2 separate regions of the Zea mays genome follow, and region 2 is linked to region 1. A link is a contact called in public Hi-C data. All regions are on one chromosome and are shown on one strand. Each heading gives the region's core, a stretch centred on a gene start, on an enhancer-like site or on the middle of the called end of the contact. The rest is flanking DNA. Distances are from core to core; before and after follow the strand shown. Region 1 holds the start of LOC103626104 (kinesin-like protein KIN-7K, chloroplastic). Region 2 overlaps LOC103626106 (zinc finger CCCH domain-containing protein 44).

Region 1 (6,122 bases), core at 1,844-4,343:
CCCTATAAGTAAAACCATTGTTGATGCCAGCCCTTGTTTGATAACAAAAGTGGAGCCAGGATGTACTCGCGTCGCCTCCTGTTGTGGAGACGGATGCTCGCACACCCAATCGACCATGCCTTTGCCATTTTTTGCTCTTCCCCTTTTCACAACAACTTGACAAAAAAGGTATCGCCATAAGTTGAAATTGGGCTCGACGCCTAGATATCCTTTGCACAAGCACAAGGCGATGAAAGCAATAGTATGTTGAATCCCATTTGGATTCAGGTAATGGAGCTGCACCTGCAGATAATCAAAAAGAGTCGTGATAAAGGTGTGAAGAGGGACAACCAGACTGGTGGGGCCAGAGTTTCCTCAATGCTGGGGGCTAGCTAGTTATCGCCATCGAATAGTACACGCCCGATGAGAACTCGAAGGTGCTCCTGATCCACCAAGGACCGGCTCCAACAAGCCATAGGAAACACGACAAAAAACTCAAAGGTGAGGAGGAGGCTAAACAAAGGATACGAGACGAGAAGGGGGCAAGAGGAAAGTGAGGAGAATAGGGAGAATGACAAGATTAAATAAATGCCACTCTACGTATCTCTGTCGCTTAGACCGATGTGAGGTGACTCGTCTGACAAGGAAACACGTCTGGCACCAATGGGTCAGAAGCAGACGAGCGCACATCACCGCCTCTTGAGAGGAGGGGCATGCAATAATTCCTCCTAGTAAAATAGAAAAGGGGGAAGAGAGTGCACAAGCATTGACTAACCTCCCTAGGTCACGATGTTTCTTACATCAAGGTAGACTTTATCATGGGTCACCCGACCCGACCAACCTGACTCGCCTGAAACCCCCCGGCCCGAGCTAACCCGACCAATGCAACAGGCGGATATGAGCCATAATTTCTGAACCACAATAATTCATGGGCCGGGTACGAGCCATGATTTTGACCTAAAACCCCACCCAGAGCCAAAAAACCTGACCCAACCCCATAAAACCCGACCCGACACATCAAACAGGGAGGCATGAGCCAACCCGACCCAAACCAACACTAGGCATGGGTCGGGTACAGGCCGTGCTAAATGGCCTACAACCCGACCTTGACCCAACCCAAATCCAACCCAACCCGACGTTTGAACAGGTCTACATCAAGGGGAGCTGAGCCCCCCACCATTACAATCCCAAACTCAGGTGCTTGCCACGAGGCCATAAAGCGAAATAACAAAAGAGGGGGAGTCTAAGGCTATGACTAAGGAAGTAGATCCCATCAAGATCTGACGACCACTTCCGATCATGACACCTGGTGGGGTCGAGGGACCAGAGCCCGCACAAGGAGAGGAAAAGACGCCTAGTGAAAGGGCCCTAAGGAGCCCACCAAGTCCTTTGTAGTCACGACACCCGCGATTCCACCAGCAGCCTCGTCGTATCCCTGTATCAAATTCTCAAAGGCCACCGGTGATGCGCCCAGGGGAAGCTCTATCGAGATGCGAAGGCCAACCCTAGTGCAGAGCTAGGCGACAACAAAGGCGATGTCGACGTGACCCAAGCCTCCTGGCGACGGGTCTCCGCTCCGCTCGCCAACATGGCCTCCATATGCAGAATTTTGATCACAAACTCAACAGATATAGATATGGAGGGAGAGTATACATATACAAAAAGAGTGGTTGAGGGGTTAGGGAAAGGGGTCGAGCGGAAATGCCCTCTCGCCAATGATGGACATGGGAAAGACCATCAAAGAAGACTTACCTCGAACCAATAGGATCTCGGGACAATGCAAAGATTGTTCGTCGAGCATGTTCGTAAAATAATTCAAGGTGGGACTCCACCTTAGATCCATATCAAGACAGATATTAGAGCTATTAATAGAGAGTGGAAAGCTATGAATGAAGAAGATAGCTTATGAATTGAAGATGAATGAGTGTGCATAAACCCTAGAACCCCCTCTATTTATAAGGGTGTTGTCGTTGTTTGAGTCAGCACAAATCGACAAATCGTTGGCCGCGCCATGTTAGGTCTTGCTCGATTATTCCTATTACATGTGGATTGTATGAGATTTGAAAGAATTAGAAGAAATTTTAAGTTGCTATAATTAAAACCCACTTAATCTCACTCAATACATATGGATTGGGATTAAAACAAACAAGTCCTTAGTTGTCGACACGAGTTATGGTTGGAAACTTGGAACTAGGGATGACAATGGGTACCCCAAACTCGAATACCCGACAGATTTTACCCGATTAGAAAGCATGTGTGTGATGATTTTTTACCCGTTGGTGTGTTAATGGGTAAGAACCTCTACCTGTTGGGTAGATATGCATGGGACGAGTGGGTACTATCCATACTCGTCTATCCGTTGGTAAAATATACCTGTATCATACCACTATTATCACCATCTAATAAAGTCCATCTTAGTTAAAAGAAAATCCTTGTTCGACTATTGTTTGTTTAACTATCAAGTTATATAATCATATGATTTGTTAAATTTGAAGTTGAACTTATTTTTATATGTTTGTTTGATATTTTGAGTGACATGCATATTATAATTTGATACTTTCCTAGGGCTAGTTTTGAAACTTAGGATGTGTTTGGTTGTGGGACATACAGGACAGAGACGTCCCTGACATCCTCTCGTCCCTCCAATTTTGAGGGACAACTGAGGACAACACTGTGATAGTTTTATTCTAACCCTTAACCTTAAACAAAACAATCTTATTTAAGGGATTGTCCTATTCTATCCCGTTCTGTTATTACAACCAAACATACCCTTAAATCCCTCTAGGATCTATGAGTAAAATTACTCACGCGTGTACGTGTACGGGTACGGATACTATTCTATACTCGCAAGCGTATACTAGTAACTAGTAGAATTTTTGATAGGTAAAAATATAAAATGCTACTATGCGAGACTCATGTTCGTTTTTTCGACAAAAAAAATAAATTTTCCGCCAGTAACCAGAGACCAGACACGCCGCAGTTAATTCCCGCCCACCACGCCCACTTCTCACTCGTCCCTTCAGTTCAAATTACCGAGCCCACAGCCCCACACCGGCCTTGCCTGGCGTGCAGGCCCCACAAAGTAGCAGGGTTAGATGTCAGTCTGACTGAGGTCCCCGGGTCCGCGCAGCACCAGTGCCCCACCCCATTTCCGCCTACGGCACTACGGCAGTCGGCAGCAGACGGACCAGAGGCTCTAGCACAGTGCCGCCTCCCACCTCCTGTCGTCTCGGTCTCGCTTTAAAATCCCGCGACGCCGTGGTCGCTCGCCTCTTTTGGAGCAGGCCATGTGAAGCCTCTGACCCCCCGATACCTTCCCCTTCCTCCCGTGCTGCTGCTGCAGGACAGCGCGGCGTTCGCCACACGCGGCGGCGAAGCTTCGCGAGATCCGTGCGCGATGTCGTCGCGGCCGTCGTCGTCGTCCTCGCGGCGGAGTAGCTCGCCGTTCTCCGCGGGGCACCGCCGCCCGCCCACCGCGTCCTCCTCCTCCTCGAGCTCGTACTTCAGCTCCGGCCGCCTCATTCCGCGCTCGTCCTCGTCCTCCGTCAGCTCCAGCTTCTACGGCGGCGGGGGTGGGGGCAGCACGAGGTCCACCACCCCGAGCCGCCGCAGCTCATCTGTAGCACCGGCACTGCCGCCGTCGCCAGTGCCGTTCCCGAGCGCGGACGAGCTCGTCATCGAAGACACCTCCCGATCCGGCGACAGCATCTCCGTCACCATCCGCTTCCGACCGCTCAGGTGGGGATCTCGGAAGGAATGCGCGAATCTGTTTGCGAGGGGCTGTGAGTAGGGTTGTGGGAGTTCAAGAACTGGTTTTGAGCTGGATTTGGTGTGGCTGCAGCGAGCGCGAGTTCCAGCGCGGCGACGAGATCTCGTGGTATCCAGATGGGGACCGGCTTGTGCGGTGCGATTACAACCCGCCAACGGCTTATGCTTATGGTGAGTAGCCTTCATACAGTTCCGCCTTCGTTCAATTGGGCAATGCTGCTGGTGGTATTGGGGGTTTGTATAATTTTGGTACTCGAATATCATCCTTAGCATTCTTTAATATGGGGTTTCCGAAATTAATTATGGATTTTCGAACAATTAATGCACAGGTGAAAGTAGTATACATGGCCTTTGATTGGGCTTCACGATGAAACCAAAATTTAGGTCCTAGTACGCAATTTTGGAAAGCGTCTGTTTCTGTGGAAGTCTGTAGTTAATAAACAGTTATTGCCATGAGGTTTGCACCATTTTATGCTCTTTCAAGCTTATTGTGGAGGCGTGCTTGCTGTTGGTTCTTGATTGGTTAGTTGTGCAGCATCCCATGAGTTATTGTTATTCTGACTGTCTGGGATGATCAAGCAAACTTCATGTTGGCAGTATTGGTTCAGCTACGGCCAGCTTAATTTGTTTGGATTCTTAAGTGTTTGAAAGTTGTGCCACCCATGTCTGAAAGTTGTGTTCACAGATGGGATGCACACAAGTTGTTATCATGGTCTACTAGGACTCTGCCCATTTTGTTGCTTGCAAAGGAACATGCTGGATGTGCACATACTTCAACTCATGTTGCGTATAGTGAGTAGTCTGGACTCTGGAGTATACTTCCTGACCAATGTCGAGTCAGCATGAAATGGGTCAGTGCGACAACCAAACAATATTCGGTCACAGCAGTTGCTTTTGAAGTGCATACAGTCGATGCCATTATGCATAGTTACACATAGCTCAACATAGGGTTGGTCAGATCCTTCCTTTGCTAACTTGAGTGTCTGGACATGAACCCATAACCCTGAGATTTGGCTGTGCCAAATGGTTACACCATATTCCTATAGCTTATCAAAATTTTGAGACACTGATTGCTGGCTTGCTGTGCCATGGTTGTTGTTCAACTTTCAAGCATCTAAATTTTGCTCTGAGGAAGAATACATAGATTTGCACTAGTCTTTAGGGTCCGTTTGGATGTAGATATTGGAGATAATAGAATTGAATTATATTCAATACCAAATTTGCTTAGTATTGGAAATGAGTTGCAATATAAATCTGTTGTTTGGATGTAATTGGAATTGCAATTCCAGCCAATGCAACTTCTAGCTATAGTCCAATACTAAGGAATTGAGCTTTAATTCTAACTCTGAATTCATTAGACAACCAAACAACAAAATTCTGGGTTCCTGATTCCAGACTTCAATATCTACATTCAAACGGGGTGCTAGATATGATCACACTGCTAGGTTTTAGAAGCATTGAACACTAAAAAAATCGACCAATCTGACTAAATCCATCATTTAATTTCCATGTGCTAATTAATTATCATTTGGTTCGTGTTGTGTTCATCTGCTATATCAACTTGGTAACACCTGATAATTAGTGACTATTTAACTATTTTCTTATTTTTCAGATAGAGTTTTTGGGCCTTCGACAAGCACCGAGGCTGTCTATGATGTTGCAGCCCGCCCTGTTGTAAAAGGTGCTATGGAGGGCATAAACGGTATGCCAATTTTGTCTTATTTAGACCATCTTAAGATTTTTTATGGTACGCTAGTGCGCCTTATTATTTAATAATCTCAAAGCACCTCTTATGGTGATTTTTTGTTTGCTTATACCATACTGTATCATATGTTGAGGGAATTCTATGTTCACATGTAATTTTACTATTATCACTATGAACTAGTGGTGCACAGTTTCTTCCCAACTATTCATTTCTACCCTTGATTGAGGCACTGGAATTTGTTATAGGATTAATGTTTACCTTGTATAATGAGTTGTTAACTTATCAATGCACCTCTCCCATTTCTAAATGCAACTTTGTACCAACTTGTAGGGACAGTTTTTGCCTATGGCGTCACAAGTAGTGGGAAGACCCACACAATGCATGTAAGCTGTCACATTCAAAATCTGTTGGAAGAATTAACAAGCTAGTTTCATAGGAAGGTCATAGCTATAAGAGCATGAATTTGTATGTCCATGTTTCCTGCTGGGACCCAGACTCCTGAGTCCTCTCTATAGCACATTGCTTCCAATCCAATGTAATTCCACTTTCAAGATAGATATTTTCTACAATTGCTACTGCAAGGGATAGCAACTTTGGCTTCTGACTGTGACTTGACATATTCATTTTTATGAATAATGTTGATAAATAAATATATAGTTCTGTCTTTTTT
Region 2 (6,122 bases), core at 934-3,433, 170 kb after region 1:
CGCTGTGTCTTATCCGCTGTCGGGTTACGATGTTCTGTGCGCCACCCTTCGGTTGGGCAGTTGCAGAGTGGATAGTTGATGCCGGCCCGTTAGTGATGGGGCCAAGGTTCGGAGATTTTCTCGGTCGGGACCATCGTTTCGGTCTCTTCCTATATGGAATACCGGAAATACGGTCTTTCCCTCTCCGGCCAAGTTTTTTAAGGCCGCAAGCGCCTAGCAGCGCTAAGGGAGGGCGCTTCCTGCGTGCAGCCGCCGATGCATCTAGGGACAAGGACATGGCGAGAAGCAGAGGAATGAGATTCAATTATAATATAATGATAAGTACGACAGATACTATGGTCTGATTGTTTAAACATGTAATCACTTTTGTTTGTGTGGTGAACATTATGTGTTCGTGTACTTCATTTCTAATCACTTTGTTTTATTTTGAATTAAATATTGTTTTATGTTGTGCCTTTAGTCATGTGACTTTGATTTGTTATTATCATATATACGTATACTTTATTTTAAATCACTTATGTTATCATTGATGCAACAAAAATATGTGGTGAATATACTTTGATCAGGAGAAAAATGACTTTTTTCAACCAAGCTACCAAATTCGTGAAACTAAAGTCGGCCTGCGCGAGCCAAACACTTGAAAAAAAAACAGCAACTTGACAATAAAGCTGAGTTGGGGCGGAGTTAGCGAAGGTGAGCTCTCCCAAACAAGACATCAATATACCCACCTCAACATAATTCACTTCAGCAAACGTAGATTAAGATGAATATAGCAGTAATTAAACAGGTCCGTAATCTTATTTTCCTTAGGAGAGAGATCGAGATCAAACACGGCGGCCTCAGTAATACCTTAACACATTTACATTGATAACAGAGAGGACCTATACGGACAGTGCACAACTCGGTCTAGTGCACGCATGATTTGGAAACGGGCGCAGACGATGCTGACCCTAGCCTGTCGCTCGATCAACTCATTCCATACCATTCCAGAAGACCAACGTTTTCGGCTTTTTGCGCTACATCTGATGATGGGTGTGTTGTCGAACGCTGACTGCTGATTCTGACTCTTTCGAGTGTTGCTAGCTATCGACTGACCCATATGGACAGGCCCGCCAGGCCGACAAGAGGGGACAGAGAATTGTGGTAGGTGCTGGCTTGCGGTTGGTGAGAAAGTGATCGGTTTGAAACATTCAAGTTTTATCTGAATTGAATCACCCGCGCGTGCGTGCGTACGCATGATGTAGCCGGCGATACCATGTCAACTACTGCTATATACATATAGTCCATACATATCGACATCTGGAATTAATATTTTATACAAAATATTAAAAAACTAAAACTACTTACCGGTCGCTGGTGAAAATATAGTAGTCGACATCGTAGCAGTAGTAATAGTGAACCGGTTAGACAGGGCGGAGCTCTGAGTATAGCAATATATGGCGTCCGCCGTACCTTAATTTTCTAGTGAATTTACCCCAAAATCACTGTGTACCATAAGCACATAGAAGGAAATTAAGTTTTGCTGCGAACCGTTACCAGGCCTCCAGCCTCCAGGCTACTACTCTCTATGGGCCCTTCAGCCTTTGCTTGGCACGTTGACAGTTGACTACGGTCTTCTTGCTAGCTAGCTGGATTTGGAGCCAATCACTGAGTCAAAAATCCTTGCTATGTTTTGCCATACCTTAGATCTCCTATCTGTGGGCTAAACCATGCCCAACCGTTCACATGTCTGCCACACGCCGGTGGCCACTCTTTTGTAGGCATTCGGACGATTGCACGCGCCTCGTCCGTGACCACTCGGACGTGCAGCTGTTCTGTACGATAGCACAGCACTCTGACCTAGCGAGAAAATCCATGTTTGTAGAAGCCCACAACTCCGTTTAGCTGAACAAAAAGCGTGCATTCCCGAACCAAAAAGCGGAGAATCTTTATCCAAGGCCATCAGTGGCTCTAATAAAACTTACAAATCCTACTTTAGTCATGCTCCTGCCCTGAAAGATATGTACTACTACCAACTTAGTGGTGCCGACACGGTTAATAAGCGTTCTACTATACTGACTACGACGAAACCACATCCTGCTATACAAAAATGTGAGGACGGCCAGGCAAACAGGGGTCCCGCTTCCACACGGCCACGGCGATCACCGGTGCAGGTACTGGCATTTCGAACCCTTCCCGCAGTGGCCACTCTCGTAGTGTTTACATAGCCCCCTCTGGGACTGCCCTCTTGACGAGGGTCGTGACGAACCACCACTGCCATGGTCATGACGATTGTCGGACCTCCGGGGGTAGTTCGAGCTACCCCGCCGCGAATCACCGCTGTGAGAGTCCCTGTCATGTTGGTGATTCCCCTGGCCGCCCCGACTAGGGTTACCAGACGATGGATGCCAGCTCCTGTTGCTTCCGAGAGCCACTCCCGAGCCTGCATTCTTGTCGCTGTTTCCCTGTTGTCTCTTCGATGCTTCCGAAGAGTTCCCCAGAGCCTCGTCCCAACCAGCAGCACCCTTGTCGCTGCTTCCCTGTCTCTTTGCCAACGAGTGCCTCCCTGTTGGTGTCGTCGCTTGGTGACTAGAAGACAATTTACGGTTTTCGCTGGCACTGGATGCGATCTTTGAGCTGTCACGACCCGACGAATGCCAGCCTGAAGCTTTTCTGCTTCCCTCCGGAGATGAACTTGTTCGTTGCCAGCCATCAACTTTTGCAATCCGATCTGTACAGGAACGAGAGGGTTGCCGACCTGCAGCCTTTGTACCCCCCTGGGTAAAAGATCCTGATCGTTGCCAGCCATGCGCTTTTCCACTCCCCTCTGGTGATGTACTTGACTGTTGCCAACCTGAGGCTTTTCTGCTCCCATCCGGGGATGAACTTGATCGCTGCCAACCTGAAGATTTTGTGCCCCTTTGCGTAGAAGGACACGATGCTTGTGAACCTGAACCATTAGCAATCCCTTCAAGTGATAAGACTGGTGGTTTCCAACCTGAAACTTTTGCACTGCCCTCTAGAGATGAGCCCGGCAGTTGCCAACCCATAACTTTTGTGCTCCCATCTAGAGATGGACCTGATGCAGCGCTTCCTTTTGGTTTTACCTAAAAGTGTCAGAAGTAATATGTTAGCTAGAACATTGTGTTACTAAGTTTTTTCCTCTTCAAGGGATGAATCAAGATGGAACCGCAGACCAGTTATGAATAACATTACCCGTTCTGACACTCCAGAACCTGAGGCACTTGAATTTCCATGTTCCATCTTTTTCTCCCCTTGTGTTGGTAATGTTTTGACAAAAGCACCATCTCCTGGGTCCGCTCTCGCCTCCTCTATGATGCATGAAGCGTCTTTGCCATCAGCTCCAAGACCTGTAGAAGATTTTGTTAGACTAAAAAGTTGTTTAAGAAAGCAACCACAGAAAAAGATAGTCATCTTCACCTGATGAGGGCTGGAAACCAGGTTTTGGAGAAGGCATTGACCACATGTCATTACCAGGGTCATCTTGGACGCCCCATAGAGCAGAATCAACAGCTTCACCCTGATAGTAACTTGGTTCACCCCAAGGGGACAATGCAATAGGACTGGAGCATTGTGGTTGATCTTCCTCAGCTGAAGCTGGCACCATTTTTTGTGAAGGCGCTACCCCATGTATACTACATTTTTCACAATCTTGTTCTGTTAAGGATTCCAACACATCTGATACAGCAATCCCTTCAGCATCAGATACAGGATTGACCACTTTGTTATTTCTCTTTATCACATTCTCTTCAAACAGATGCTCTAATTGAGTGATTGAGTCCCTATCTGTCGAATGTGATCTTTCCTTAAGTGGTTGTAAGCTATCAATTTTGCTAGTAGGTGCGCGGACACATGTCTTTGTAGCTAAATTCTCATGTGCTACTGATGTTGAGCCTGACTGGTTCACAGAAATCCCCTTCCCCTCCTGTTTTGGGATAGGACTAGGGTACTCAAACTCAAGATCTTGAGTTTTCAAGGAAAAGAGTGAGCCACTTTTAGGCTCATGAAGAAGATCAAATGATACACTTGATGTGTCAGGCTGGCATGTTCTATGCTGATCCATGGTTGCATCAATCTTCCTTGAATTAGATGTAGATGTTGGATCTGGTTGGGGAACGCAGACAGGAGCCCCAGACTGACAAGACAAAGCAGAAGCAGAACTTGAATCTCTGTCTTCCACAGGATTTGTTGGAGAACAGGTCTCCGGCTTTGCTAAAGCAATAGATAACTGAAGGTCATGAGCTCCAGCATTTGTAGCTGAAGTCCATGAAGAACCTTCCTGCTGGCACCTGGTTCTGAACACCGGCCAACTTGTAGTACTAAGGGAAGTGGCAGGGTCTCTCTCAGAGTGTTGTGAAGTAAGAACTGAGACCAAATGTGAACTACATTTAGATTCAGTTTGCATTAGGTCCTTCCCAGTACAACCATCAGGATGCTGCTGTGCATTAGTCTTCTGACTAGAATTCATGGTTGGCCTCCAAATACCACCATTGTCCTGACTACTGTTCCATTCATCAACCCTGTCTCTTGAAACCCTTCCATCATGAGAACCGGGTGGTGCATATGAACCAGTTGAAGATAGAATTGTGAATGAATAGTTAACCTGATTCTGAACCTCATGCAAAGCATGAGCATCTTTCAGAGATCGTGATGGCGAAGTTCCACCCAGAGGCTTTAGATCTTTTGTTGGATCATAACACTCAGCAGACGGGCTAGATAATGCAGAAGGATAGACCATGTTATAACCCATAGGGGAGGAAGAGTTATTTGCATTTGAGTTAACTCTATCTTGACCAGAGCCTGCCCACATTGATTTATCACTGGTAGTAACTGTTGAAAGCTGAATAAAATCTTTCTGCTGCTTTGGGAGCACTTCAGTCAACAGTAGTGAGTTCTCCTCACTCTCAAATGTAAGCCATACTCTCAGGTCGCGTGGGAAAAAACTTGCCCACTTGGATAACTGCAAAAGAGTAAACGGGCCCTGAACATTTCCATTAGGGTCCTTGTAGTGCCAAACCTTTTCTGGCTCAGTGTCATTTGATAAAATTCCAAGTGATGCAGGCTCAGGTGCCATGTTGTTTAAATTAATGTTACTTCCTGCACCTGATCTATGGTCCACGTCCTCTGTAGGTAGACTGCTTGTATCCAGACTCTTTTGTGTATGATTCTCCACAGAATTCAATTCTGTCCCTTTTCTTCCTGGAAATAATAGATCTGGCCCATTCCGATGCATGGTCCAATCAACTGTATACAAATCATTAAGCAAGTTCGCAGAAGTTCAATATAACCGGAACATCATTATAGAATAATAACAGTAAAGGTAAATTTAGTACCAGCTTTCTTATACTCTGGTTCTTCAGCGGATTCATAACTTGGATCCATCCGGGAATCAACATGTACTTCTGGAACTTCATTAATCATGCGTTCCTTTTCTTCAGGGGTGTTCAGAAGCTGCAACTTTTCAACACACTCTCTCAATGTATGATATAGTTAAGAATCATAAATATTGATTATCATTATTGATCACGTAGGCAAAGTTGGGCCTTTAAGACACCTAAGGCTACGAAATAAATTTGAAGATAAACAAGAAACAAATAATTTTCTCTATCAAGATTCCGACCGCAAAAGAATGGTAATAAAAGGTCATACATAAATCTTTCAGTTTCTCAGATGTGTCACTTCATATGCAACAAAATACTAATCATATTTGTCAAAAGCTGCTTTGATAGGGATTCTCTAACCAAAAAAATACAGACCTAGTGCTGGCGCCTCACATGAGTGGAGTCTGTGAAAGAAATAACCGAGGCAAGCCTTATTCCTGCATTTTGCAGGGAGGCTGCATTGAACCCAGGATGTTTGGCTCACTAAAAAGGCTTCTCACCACTGTGCGCCAACTATCCATCGAAATCTTCTCTAACGCTAGGGGGAAAAATAGGTGCAAAAGTTCATTTCTTAGCAATCAGAATTCGAGGATGACAAGACTTCTATGTTGACTGTTAGACTGTGTGTGTGGGCCGGCACCATTGTTGGACTGTCGGCCCATTAGGGTTAGGGTTCTGTGTCTATATATGTAAGCACCAGCTCTATGCAATACAATCAAGAGTTCTAGTTTTCTAACTTGG

What was found. A called contact is a pair of places that touch in the nucleus more often than the background predicts.
Region 2: a contact with region 1 is called in a Hi-C map of endosperm, with 2.3 times the contacts expected there. The contact joins the enhancer-like site here to the promoter of LOC103626104 in region 1. A contact is called at or near these places in 4 of 25 Hi-C or Micro-C datasets (bundle sheath, endosperm and leaf).

What each region holds. Positions count from the first base shown.
Region 1 is chr5:23,522,049-23,528,170 of Zm-B73-REFERENCE-NAM-5.0, forward strand. It overlaps LOC103626104 (kinesin-like protein KIN-7K, chloroplastic), which reads left to right and starts at 3,094. Exons shown (of 25, transcript XM_023300111.2): 1 at 3,094-3,717; 2 at 3,821-3,918; 3 at 5,360-5,449; 4 at 5,783-5,835. The coding sequence starts at 3,377.
Region 2 is chr5:23,690,763-23,696,884 of Zm-B73-REFERENCE-NAM-5.0, forward strand. It overlaps LOC103626106 (zinc finger CCCH domain-containing protein 44), which reads right to left. Exons shown (of 11, transcript XM_008646482.4): 8 at 5,334-5,457; 9 at 3,421-5,244; 10 at 3,196-3,350; 11 at 1,880-3,086. The coding sequence ends at 2,142. Among protein-coding and RNA genes, the nearest start is that of LOC103626106, 18 kb to the right of the region's middle. Within about 2 kb of position 2,184, at least 19 of the 20 cell types and tissues checked have an H3K27ac peak or open chromatin away from gene starts, as enhancers often do. A contact at or near this core is called in bundle sheath, endosperm and leaf, where this site is marked.